Linked DNA regions of Mus musculus: regions 2 and 3 are each linked to region 1. A link is a contact called in public HiChIP or PLAC-seq and Micro-C data. All regions are on one chromosome and are shown on one strand. The core of a region is the stretch at or near the end of the contact, and the rest is flanking DNA. Distances in the headings are between cores, read along the strand shown. Region 1 holds the start of Gmcl1 (germ cell-less, spermatogenesis associated 1). Region 2 holds the start of Gfpt1 (glutamine fructose-6-phosphate transaminase 1). Region 3 overlaps Nfu1 (NFU1 iron-sulfur cluster scaffold).

Region 1 (3,257 bases), core at 521-3,020:
AATGGCCTTTAAGTCACTTTGTGGCTCAGACTGACCTCCAACTTGATGCTCTTGTCTCAGCCACCAGAGGCTTACTGCAGGATTGTAATACCTTGCAAAATCTGCGTAACTCTTTGAGGTGGCAATAATAGTTCTACTTTACATATGAAAATGAGTATATTAAGTGCAGAATACAGATAGGAATTCAGAATTGGAACTCATTAGAACATCCATCTTGTGAATATATTCACCCCCTAATGAAAAGTTATATTAACCTAGTTTTTAACCTAAGATATTTACATATCTTACCGCTACCACTGAGCTCCAACTCTACCACCTACACTTTTTTTTTTTTTTTTTTTTTTTTTTTTTTTTTTGGTTTTCCTAGACAGGGTTTCTCTGTGTAGCCCTGACTGTCCTGGAACTCACTCTGTAGACCAGACTGGCCTCAAACTCTGAAATCCGCCTGCCTCTGCCTCCGGAGTGCTGGGATTAAAGGCATGCGCCACCACGCCCGGCTCACCTACACTTTTTTTGTCAACAAAAATGCAATGTCCATAAGCAGATCCTTTTTAAAAATTTCATTAAAAAATTACATCTGTGTGAGTCTAACAGTGACCTTAAAAAGAGAAAAAAAAAATCCTTACTGCACAGTATATTCTGGTATACGCCACATCTATTTCACAAGCAATGATTTTTTTTTTTCAACTCTTCCCTCAAAAAAATCTTATGCAACCTACACAGAGTGCAGCCCACCTCAACAAGCAGACTTTGTTCTTAACTGGGCGAATCTCCATCACTGGTCCCTCTAGTGACAACACAGAGAGATGTCCATCTCAGGGACTACTATGCTCCTCTCTTTACTGATTTATGGCTAGTGATGCACAGTAAAATTTCCCGTGGCTATCCTATTCAAAAAGCAAACGCCTGCTACGGAAGGGACGCGGAAGCTCTGGCTAGTCCTTTTAGGCTCAGGTTGAGGCTCTGACACTCAGGAAGCTTCTGTTTAATGTGCAGAACCCTAAGCTTTCTAGCTCCCGCACTGATCCCAGGTCCACCCAACACGCGCGAGCTCCCGTATTAACCCAGGTCTATCTGCAAACTCCCAGACCCTACACTGACCCAGGTCTGTCTGCTAATGCCCAGCTCCCGCACTGACCCCAGGTCTGCCCGGCACGCGCCCGCTCCCGCACTGACCTAGGTCTGTCTGCAAACGCCCAGCTCCCATCTGCTCCGCGGGCACTCACCTCCCGCACCGACCCTCCCGCGCTCTCCTGTCAAGGACACCGGGGTCAGGCCCCCCAAGGTGCGGGGCGTTCCGTACCTGCGCGGCGTGTTCAGCAGCCTCTGCTGCTCGTCGCCCTCGTCCTCGTCGTCGTCTGTCTCGGAGTCGGGGTGACAGTAGCAGAATGTGCCGCTGCTGCGCTTGCGCTTGCGGCCGCCCGGACAGTAACAGAAGCTGTGGCCCGCATCTTCGCCGGCGTCCGACCTGCGGGCCGCGCCCCCAGCCCCGGGCGTGGGTTCGGGCTGCTCTGTGCGCCCTGCGGGCCGCAGCACCCGGCTGCTGAGAGCGCCCATGGCTCCGGCGCCTAGGGAGCACCGAGGGGCCGCCCCGCCATGCCCGTATCTCCACCGCCTACTCCGCTGCCGCCTCGCGCGCAGCCCCAACCGTCGCCGCGAACGCAGTCACCTCCATCCTCAGCCCCGCCCGTAGCGCCTCAGCGGACCGGCTTCGCTAGACCTCGCCCCCTCCTTCTCCCAACAAAGCGCGCGCCGCAGGGCGCAGGCGCAAGGCGAGCCTCCGGAAAAGGCGGGGCGGGAGGACGGAGCCTGCGCTGCAGGTTGCGCATGCGCAGGCTGCTGGCCCGTCCCTGCGGCGCTCAGCCCCGGTGCGTGTCTGACTTCCGCGGTTCCGGCTTCAACGGAGGGGCGTGGGCACTGTGTGCTTATGCCTAACAGATCTCGGGATCTCTGTCGCTGGTTCTTCCCGTAAGCTTCCTCGATTCCGGGGTCTCATCCAGCCCTGTACGGTTAATAAGAGGACGGACTTGCCAACATGGCCTTTGCTTCCAGGGCTCTAGGACCCGACTGGCCCGGTTAGATAGATGACCGTCACCCAGCTGTGTTGACCGGGTTCAGTCTGGAGCCTCAGCTAGCCTCCAGGTCTTGCCTTCCTTCTGCTGCCTTGTTTTGATTTAATTATTATTTTATTGTGTCAGTGTCTCGTACTACATACTTCGACTCACTGTATAGGATGCTCTTGAACTCTTGATCTCCTGTTTCTACCCCCTGAAAGCTGGGATTACAGCCATGTATGTGTCACATCACCTTCGTGGACCTGAAATGCTGAGTATCAGATGCAGGGCTTCTTGAATGCTAAGCAAACATTCTACCAACTAAGCTACATCCCTGGCCCTCGATTTTTTTTTTTTTTTAAATTTTCTTCAAGGAAAAGTGTCACTCTGAAGCCCAAGGCTTCCCTGGAACTCTCAGAAGTCCGCCTATCTCAGCCTCTAAGTGCTAGGAGTTGAGGCACTGAGCTACCATACCTGCCTTTTATACCTTTCAAAGTAAAATGTTTATAATAGAATGTTTCAAACAGAGCAATACAAGTACCTGTGGACCTACTACTGGCTTGGAATTCTATCACACTTACTTTGATTCACTCCCCTTTAGCTTTATTGATATATAGTGGGGAATGAGAAACCCCTTGTGTACTAATTCTCAGTTTCCAGCCTCTCCCTCTCTGTGCCATTTCTATGCATGTCTTTACACGTATAACCACTCTTCTGCTGCACATTCAGACATGTAATTTAAATGGAATTGGACCATCCCAAACCTATGATTTCTCCTCTCCTAAAACTATACTTTGAATGGAATCTCTAGTTATTGTCACTGCTCATTGTTAGACACATCATTTGCCTACTCCCTTGCCAAGGGGTTTCAGTTATTTCTACGTAGATGCTCTTTCAGGAACACCACTCGCAAAAGCTTCATCAGGCAGATCCCAGAAACGGGCTCTTGGGAAATTTTCAACTTTACGAGTTCTTGCCAGTTTTTCGCCCCCCCCCCCCCGGAACTGACTGCATCAATTCACCATTTGCACTCCGTTATAGCAGTATATGTCCTTTGTGAGCCACTGAGGAATTTCTCATGTTTGAGAAATTCTGAGGGTGTGTAGCTGAGGCTGGTTGAAGGAGAAGTGGGAGGAAGAGAACTACGGTGGCTGCAGGGGACACGCAGGAATGTACATAATATGAAACATACGTGAGGTCATC
Region 2 (3,257 bases), core at 417-2,916, 310 kb after region 1:
GACAGCAGCAGAACGGAGATGGGTAAGATAAGGAACTGTGAGTCGGTAGGCACAGCTGAACAAAGTACTGTAGCTGAAACACTTTGCTGGTACTACTGCCATTTCCTTTGTGGCATCGACAGGTTTGCTGCCAGCAAACAAGGGAGGCAAGGCACCAGAACCACACTTCGGTTCTTGTGCAGTATCATTCAAGTCGCCTTCCAGGGGAGGGTCTCTAAGAGGTCCTCTAAGGAACATGTCACTGTGTTAGCTCTGCCAACGTAATCTAGGGACCTGTGTAATGGCTTGGAATAATGAAGAGCCTTTTAGATGAGAAATACTTCCTTGATTACTTTTTCTAGCCTCTATTTGAGATAGGCGATAAAAAAACTGAAAAGCCTTTGCTTCCTTGCACATACAAAGAGCTTAGGACAAGCCTATAAGGCTTTTATCACTCTTTCCAGCCACCAGAACAGTTTTAATTTGCCACGTATTGCTCTGGTCTATGACTAGGCAAGTGTTGGTTATTAAAAAAAAAAAAAGCCAACCAAACAAACAAACAAAAAAATCTCACTCTATCATAAAGGAACTTAACAGTTTAGTGGGGAGAGGAAAAAAACCACCTTTAATACAGAAGTCTGTTATAGCCGGGCGTGGTGGCGCACGCCTTTAATCCCAGCACTCGGGAGGCAGAGGCAGGCGGATTTCTGAGTTCGAGGCCAGCCTGGTCTACAGAGTGAGTTCCAGGACAGCCAGGGCTACACAGAGAAACCCTGTCTCAAAACAAACAAACAAACAAAAAACAAAACAAAAAACAAAAAACCAAAGAAGTCTGTTATTGTATGAGACAGATCAAAGGATGAGATGTTAAAACCATCTTGGGGAGACCTAAAGATGTCACACTTAAAAGTGGCAAGGATGTGATGTGGGACTCTGTAGAATAACCCTGGCGTGCAGTTTTGAATGCTGGAGCAGTAGGAAGGGGATTCTGGCTGAGAGTGCTTCTGTGGGCCCTACTCATTCATTTCCGTTAGAGCTATCAAGTGCGGGCTGATAACCAGCTACTTTTGCTCCAAGGTATTATTTAAACCTTCTGAAAGGGAACGCCCCGCTAACTCCTCTTTTCTCAACGGAGAGTTCATTCGCGACAAGAGCGATCCCGAGTACAACGTGCCCACAGCTTCCCTGAGCGCAGGCGCAGTGCTGGGACTACTGACTAGTGGTACCTTAGGCAGAGAACAGTGAGGAAGGCAGGGAGTGGGGCGCTGAGCACCTTGCCTACAGCTCAGGTCGTCACCGGAATGGCTGCCCGAGGGCGTCCTGCAGGCTCCCGCACCTCTGCGCCAGCAGCGCAGTTCCGGCCACCGTGGCTCTGCACACTGACACGTCTGTCCCAGGCTCTCCCTCCTGCCCTACAGCTTTTCTCTCTGTCTCCCTCCTTCCCGTTCCCCTTGAAACACACAAACTGCTGTGTAAACATTCCCTTCCTCCTCCTCCTCCGAGGCTCGGCTCGCCCTCAGCGGGCGGCTCCAGGAACCTAAAGCGGATGCTGGTCGAGCCCCTGCCACGTCGCTACCCGCAGCTCTGCGTCTGCGCGCTGGGCGGGCGATGCCTGCGCGTGAGCGGCGCGGGCGCGGCCCAATGGGAGAGCCGCGGCGGCGCGCGTGGCCGGGGGGGGCGGGGCGGCAGTTGAGAGCGAAGCGAGCGCTGAGTCGGACTGTCGGGTCTGAGCTGTCGCATCCCAGAGTCCTCTCATTGCCACCACCCCGGCCCGAGCTCACCCTCGCTTCTGAAGCTCTCCGCGCGCCCGACAGCTCAGCCCTCGCCCGTGACCAACATCATGTGCGGTAAGGGCAGCGATGGGGGTGTGTGGTGGCCGCAGGGCCCGCGCAGTGAAGCCAGAGGTGGACAGCGCGTGTCAACAGAGCGGCCTTGGGGCTGGGGTCCTGAAGAGAAGGGGGGCTTGTGGAGCGGGCATCCCGAGGAGATTGAGGGTCCTGAGGGGAGCCGGGATCTGGAAGGAGAAGGGTCTCTGGGGAGAAAGGCTGCTGTCCGTGAGGCAGGGACTCTAAGATGGGGATTCCGGTGTTGAAGGGGCGGCCGGAGCTAGTGTGCTTAAGAGGGACCGGCAGAGGAGATTGTGGGGGCCCTAGGAGTCAGAGGCTACTTAAAGGGGCTAGAGGATTGGGGGTGGGGTGGGCCAGGGAGGGTATCAGAGCGTTCAAGGGGCACCTTTGCATAGAGCTCAGAGGATAGATGAATACCTACCTTAGAAGAGCTGTGAGGCTCAAAGTGAGACCAAGTATGGAGGGATGCCTAGGGGAAGGTCCACCAGGTGAGTGAGGCGACCTGTGAACATGCTGTGTGGTACTGGGGGTTAAACTCATAAAGGCAGCTTGTCAAGTGAGTGAGTACTCTTTCCCTTAGCCACACCCCCCAAATCCCCTTTTTCTGTCTCTTTGTAACTGGGTCCCACTTGGTAGCCCAGGTTGGCCTGTAATTCACATTGCCCTGTCTCAGCCTTCCAAGTGTTGTGATTATAAGTATGAATGACCACTCCTGGCTGGTAGCATTTCTTGAATTTACTTATCTTGCAGTCTTAAAAATACTTAATTCTAGTCACTTTATTTTAGGCAGGCCTGCGAGAACTCAAGCCAACGCACTGACAGTGATACCCCACATGACTTCTGCCACTCTTAAGTCTCTCAACAGGAACCATTACTAAATCAATAACTTGATGAAATGGGCTCAGAGCTGATCTTGTTGGAAGAGAGAGTAGTAGTCCTGGCTAAAGATCCCACATCATGCATGTACACCTGTTTAACATATGTCTTTACTACAACCATTAAAAAAAACAGGCTCTTTTATTCCATATTTTAAGGCTTCTTATTTAGCTGGGCGGTGGTGGTACAACGCCTTTAATCCTAGCCCTCAGGAGACAGAGGCAGGTGGAAATCAGTGATTTTGAGTACAACCTGGTTCCAAGACAGCTGGAGCACAGTTACACAGAGAAACTCTGTCTTACCCCTCACCCCCGCCCCCCATTATCAAAAAGTGTTACTAAAAGATACCATGAGAATTATATATGATACCACTAATAATATTGTAAAATGGGAATGAGCCATTAGTAGTATTTAAAAAGTTATATTTTTACCTTTCCTTTTAAAACCGACAATGACCACTAGACTAAAGAGCGTTTGTTTCTTAGAAATAGTGTCCCACGCTGTCTCTCAAGCAGGTCTAGATCCCAGTTCTCCTTCAGCCTCGTGAGTGCTGAG
Region 3 (3,257 bases), core at 354-2,853, 290 kb after region 1:
GCTCTGTCAGACGCCACAGTGCACATGGTCTCTCTGAAAGGGTATGTACTAGTCATTCTTTTGACACATGTGCACATGTGATGAGTTTCAGATACGTGTGTGTATTTGCATAGTTCGCACACCTCTAATCCCGGCACTCAGGAGGCAGGAGCACGGATCTCTCTCTGCCAGTTGAATGGCTAGTTGAATGTATGTAGTGAGTTCCAGGCAGTCAGAGCTGCACGTGAGACCCTGTCTCAAAATGAAAAAAAAAAAAAAAAGGTGGGAATCTGGATTTGTCCTGTACTTGGCTGGAAATGCAACATGCTTCTTCAATGTGATTACAGGAGAATGAAGAGTTAGACTGGAATTTACTGAAACCAGACATTTATGCCACAATTATGGACTTCTTTGCATCTGGCTTACCCCTAGTGACCGAGGAGACGCCTCCGCCTCCGGGAGAAGCAGGTAGCGCTGTGTTGGTCTGTCCATGCTTGTCCAGTCTTTATTGACTTCCTACCTCATTCCCATTCACCTGGATGCCAAGTGACAGAATACAGACTTTTAAAATGTTTTTATTAGAGCTATGAACATATTAATTATACGACATTATGGGTTCAGTTAAGGCCTTTTATACATGTATATAATGTGTTTCGATCGTAAGCACGTCTATTGCTCCTCCTTGTCTCCCTCACGCCTGATGATCCTCTCCCTCTTTCCACCAACCCCACCTCCATCTCCTGCTGCTTCCTCTGTGAGAGGCTTACATGAGGCCTGCTAGTGCTGCTGACAGAAGCACTGGCACCTTACCAGTGGACACACCACCGTAGCTGATATCCTTCCTCCCCAGCACTAACTTTGTGTAGGTCCCTGGTGAGGGTGGGGCCTCATGAGAGCCTCCTTCCCCATTCCAGGGTGTTTCACTTGCGTGTGCGTGTGCGTGCGTGTGTGTGTGTGTGTGTGTGTGTGTGTGTGGTCCCGCTGGAGGCCAGGAGAGGGCATCAGATCCCCTGAAAACTAGAATTACAGTTAATTGCAAGCCACCATGTGGGTGCTGGGAACCAAACCCAGGTCCTCTAGAAGAACAGGCAGATGGTATTCCACAGCTCTTACAGTCCTTCTGCCCCTCCCCCAATACTCCTTGATGGTCTCAGTCTTGCAGGTAAGGCTGTCCCACTTAGGGCTGAGCATTCCACAGTCACTTAGGCTCAGCACTTTGACACCTACTGCATGAAGAGCTACTCTGACCAAACCAGATAGCAGTACTAATCTGTGGGCATAAATGTGGTCATTTAAAAAGAAACTTGGCGAGCACATTATGTCTATTTAATAAAACAGTTGTAGCTTTCCCATAAGGGTCTATGACCTCCTCGCCACAAGTTTTTGACCAGGTTCAATAGCAGATATAACTTCCTTCCAGTGGAGCTGGCCTCAGTTCCAATCAGAAAGCACTCGGTTACCCGACATGGGGCTTGCCACTGTTAGAGCAGGCGGTGAGCAGTGTTTTCCCGGTCTGGTCAGTGGTGCGGCGCACGGGGCCGCGCGGAGCCAGAGGGTTGACCCAGTTCTCTCCCAGCTGCCTGCGCAGTGCCTTCTGGCTGTGAGCTGGCCTGCAGGTGAGGACTTTGTGTTAGTCCCAGCTTTTGTTCTATGTCTTGTGACCAGAGCGTCAGCAGGAGGAGCTTACTGTCTAGTTCTGGAGACAGCCCAGGGCAATGGATTCACTTTTGTCATTGAATGCATTTGGCTCTGGAACCAATTTTACATGAGACAAAATTTCATACAGAGCTTCATAATACTGTTTTCTCAATTTTTAAAATTTGTATGGACATTGAATATATTATACAAAATTAAAATTTTTAATTATGAAAAATTCTGAGAATTCAGAACCACCATAAATAAGGCACAAAGTTGCTTTCACTTAGATTCAACAGATGTTAACTTTTTCTGGAGAAGGTGTCAAGAAACAGTGTTAGTTCTTCTATAGCTGCTTTAGACCCATTTTTAAAGGGAGTATTAAGAATGCAAACTGTATGTAGTACATTGCAGGTTTTTTTGGGGGGAACCAGCTTAACCCCGCTTCCCGCACTGCATCCGCCCTACTGCTCCAGCTCGTCACCTCCAGCCTCCTTCCCCTGGGCCTGTCCCCTCACCCTGGTCCTTCTGTCTGTCTCAGCCCAGCTCAGCTGCCAACTCCATATGCTTCAATAAGCCACACTCCAATCTGATCTGACCAGCAGCAGGACAGCTCCTGTCCCTCCCATCTCTTTGTCCTTTGCAGAGATGAGGGTTGCACGACTTCCTTCCTTCCCAGGCAGCTTGCTTTTTAACACGATAATTCCAGATAGTCATCTTTTGGACAGATTTGGAAGGACAACATTTACACATAGAAAGCTGGTAATGGGCTGTTGAGAGGACAATACCAAATATTCTGTCACTGGCTAGCTTTTTCCCCAGGGACCCACCTCCAAGCCCTGTGTGAGGGGGAAGGCCTTCTAGCTGAAGGATTGCAGCTAGGAGGGTGGTATTTTTCTATGGCTTTTTTTCTTTTGTTTTGGGTTTTGAAACAAGGTCTTGCTAAATCTACCCAGCCTGGAACTTCCTATGTAGACCAGGCTGCCCTTGGACTGTGACCTTTCTCTGTCTACTTGAGTGCCACTATGCTTGACTATGCTTTTATGTCAAAACCTTCCTGTTTTATGCTTATATGACTTCAAAGTTGTTACTCTTGGTTTTCTTATGATTTTTTTTTCTAGGCTCTGAGGAAGATGACGAAGTCGTGGCAATGATTAAAGAACTGCTAGATACTAGAATAAGGTAGGTATTAGCATCCTCCCACCCCACGCCACGCTGCATACCATGCCCCACGCCCTGAAATCTAGTGCTGCAGAGACCGTTCTCATTAAAGCAGCAAGCTTTCATCAGGAGATCGGAGCAGGGCTCCAGATCCATCATCACTGTAAACCAGCATAGGTCATCATTGCAGTTAAACGTAAAGAGAGCTGTGCCTCAGTGCCCAGTCTGCTTTGCAGCAGTCCACACGGAGAGAGGCAAGAGGGATTCTCCTCACAGTCTTTTTAGGATCATATCTGTGAGGATTGTGACGAGAGTAGCACCCATGTGGCAACTGCCACAAACAGAGGAAAGACAGAAGCTAGGCTTGGCGACACTCTCCTTTAGTCCCTATAGAAACAGGTAGGCGGATCTCTGTGAGTTTTGAGGCTAGCCTGGTACACACAGTGAGACGGTGCCTCAAAAGCAAAGCAAGCAGACAAACA

What was found. A called contact is a pair of places that touch in the nucleus more often than the background predicts. HiChIP or PLAC-seq counts read pairs in DNA pulled down with a chosen protein or histone mark.
Region 2: a Micro-C map of embryonic stem cells shows a contact between it and region 1, with 2.9 times the contacts expected there. The contact joins the promoter of Gfpt1 here to the promoter of Gmcl1 in region 1. A contact is called at or near these places in 18 of 39 promoter capture datasets (the 3T3-L1 cell line, 3T3-L1-derived adipocytes, the C10 cell line and 12 more), 7 of 484 Hi-C or Micro-C datasets (LSK cells, embryonic stem cells, stem cell-derived neural progenitor cells and 1 more), 9 of 115 datasets of contacts at active chromatin or transcription factors (the SCID.adh cell line, astrocytes, effector CD8 T cells and 6 more) and 2 of 9 other capture datasets (liver and macrophages).
Region 3: an H3K4me3 HiChIP or PLAC-seq map of embryonic stem cells shows a contact between it and region 1, with 18 read pairs. The contact joins the enhancer-like site here to the promoter of Gmcl1 in region 1. A contact is called at or near these places in 20 of 39 promoter capture datasets (the 3T3-L1 cell line, 3T3-L1-derived adipocytes, the C10 cell line and 14 more), 1 of 15 datasets of contacts at CTCF or cohesin (large pre-B cells), 17 of 484 Hi-C or Micro-C datasets (B cells, the C10 cell line, CD4 T cells and 11 more), 18 of 115 datasets of contacts at active chromatin or transcription factors (the SCID.adh cell line, SST interneurons, T-cell acute lymphoblastic leukemia and 13 more) and 2 of 9 other capture datasets (adipose tissue and embryonic stem cells).

Annotation. Positions count from the first base shown.
Region 1 is chr6:86,731,608-86,734,864 of GRCm38.p6, forward strand. Gmcl1 (germ cell-less, spermatogenesis associated 1) reads right to left here and starts at 1,771. Exons shown (of 14, transcript NM_011818.3): 1 at 1,304-1,771. The coding sequence starts at 1,557.
Region 2 is chr6:87,041,180-87,044,436 of GRCm38.p6, forward strand. It overlaps Gfpt1 (glutamine fructose-6-phosphate transaminase 1), which reads left to right and starts at 1,667. Exons shown (of 19, transcript NM_013528.3): 1 at 1,667-1,826. The coding sequence starts at 1,820.
Region 3 is chr6:87,020,393-87,023,649 of GRCm38.p6, forward strand. It overlaps Nfu1 (NFU1 iron-sulfur cluster scaffold), which reads left to right. Exons shown (of 8, transcript NM_020045.3): 5 at 327-447; 6 at 2,736-2,796. Among named protein-coding and RNA genes, the nearest start is that of Nfu1, 12 kb to the left of the region's middle. Within about 2 kb of position 1,604, at least 8 of the 459 cell types and tissues checked have an H3K27ac peak or open chromatin away from gene starts, as enhancers often do. A contact at or near this core is called in embryonic stem cells and neutrophils, where this site is marked.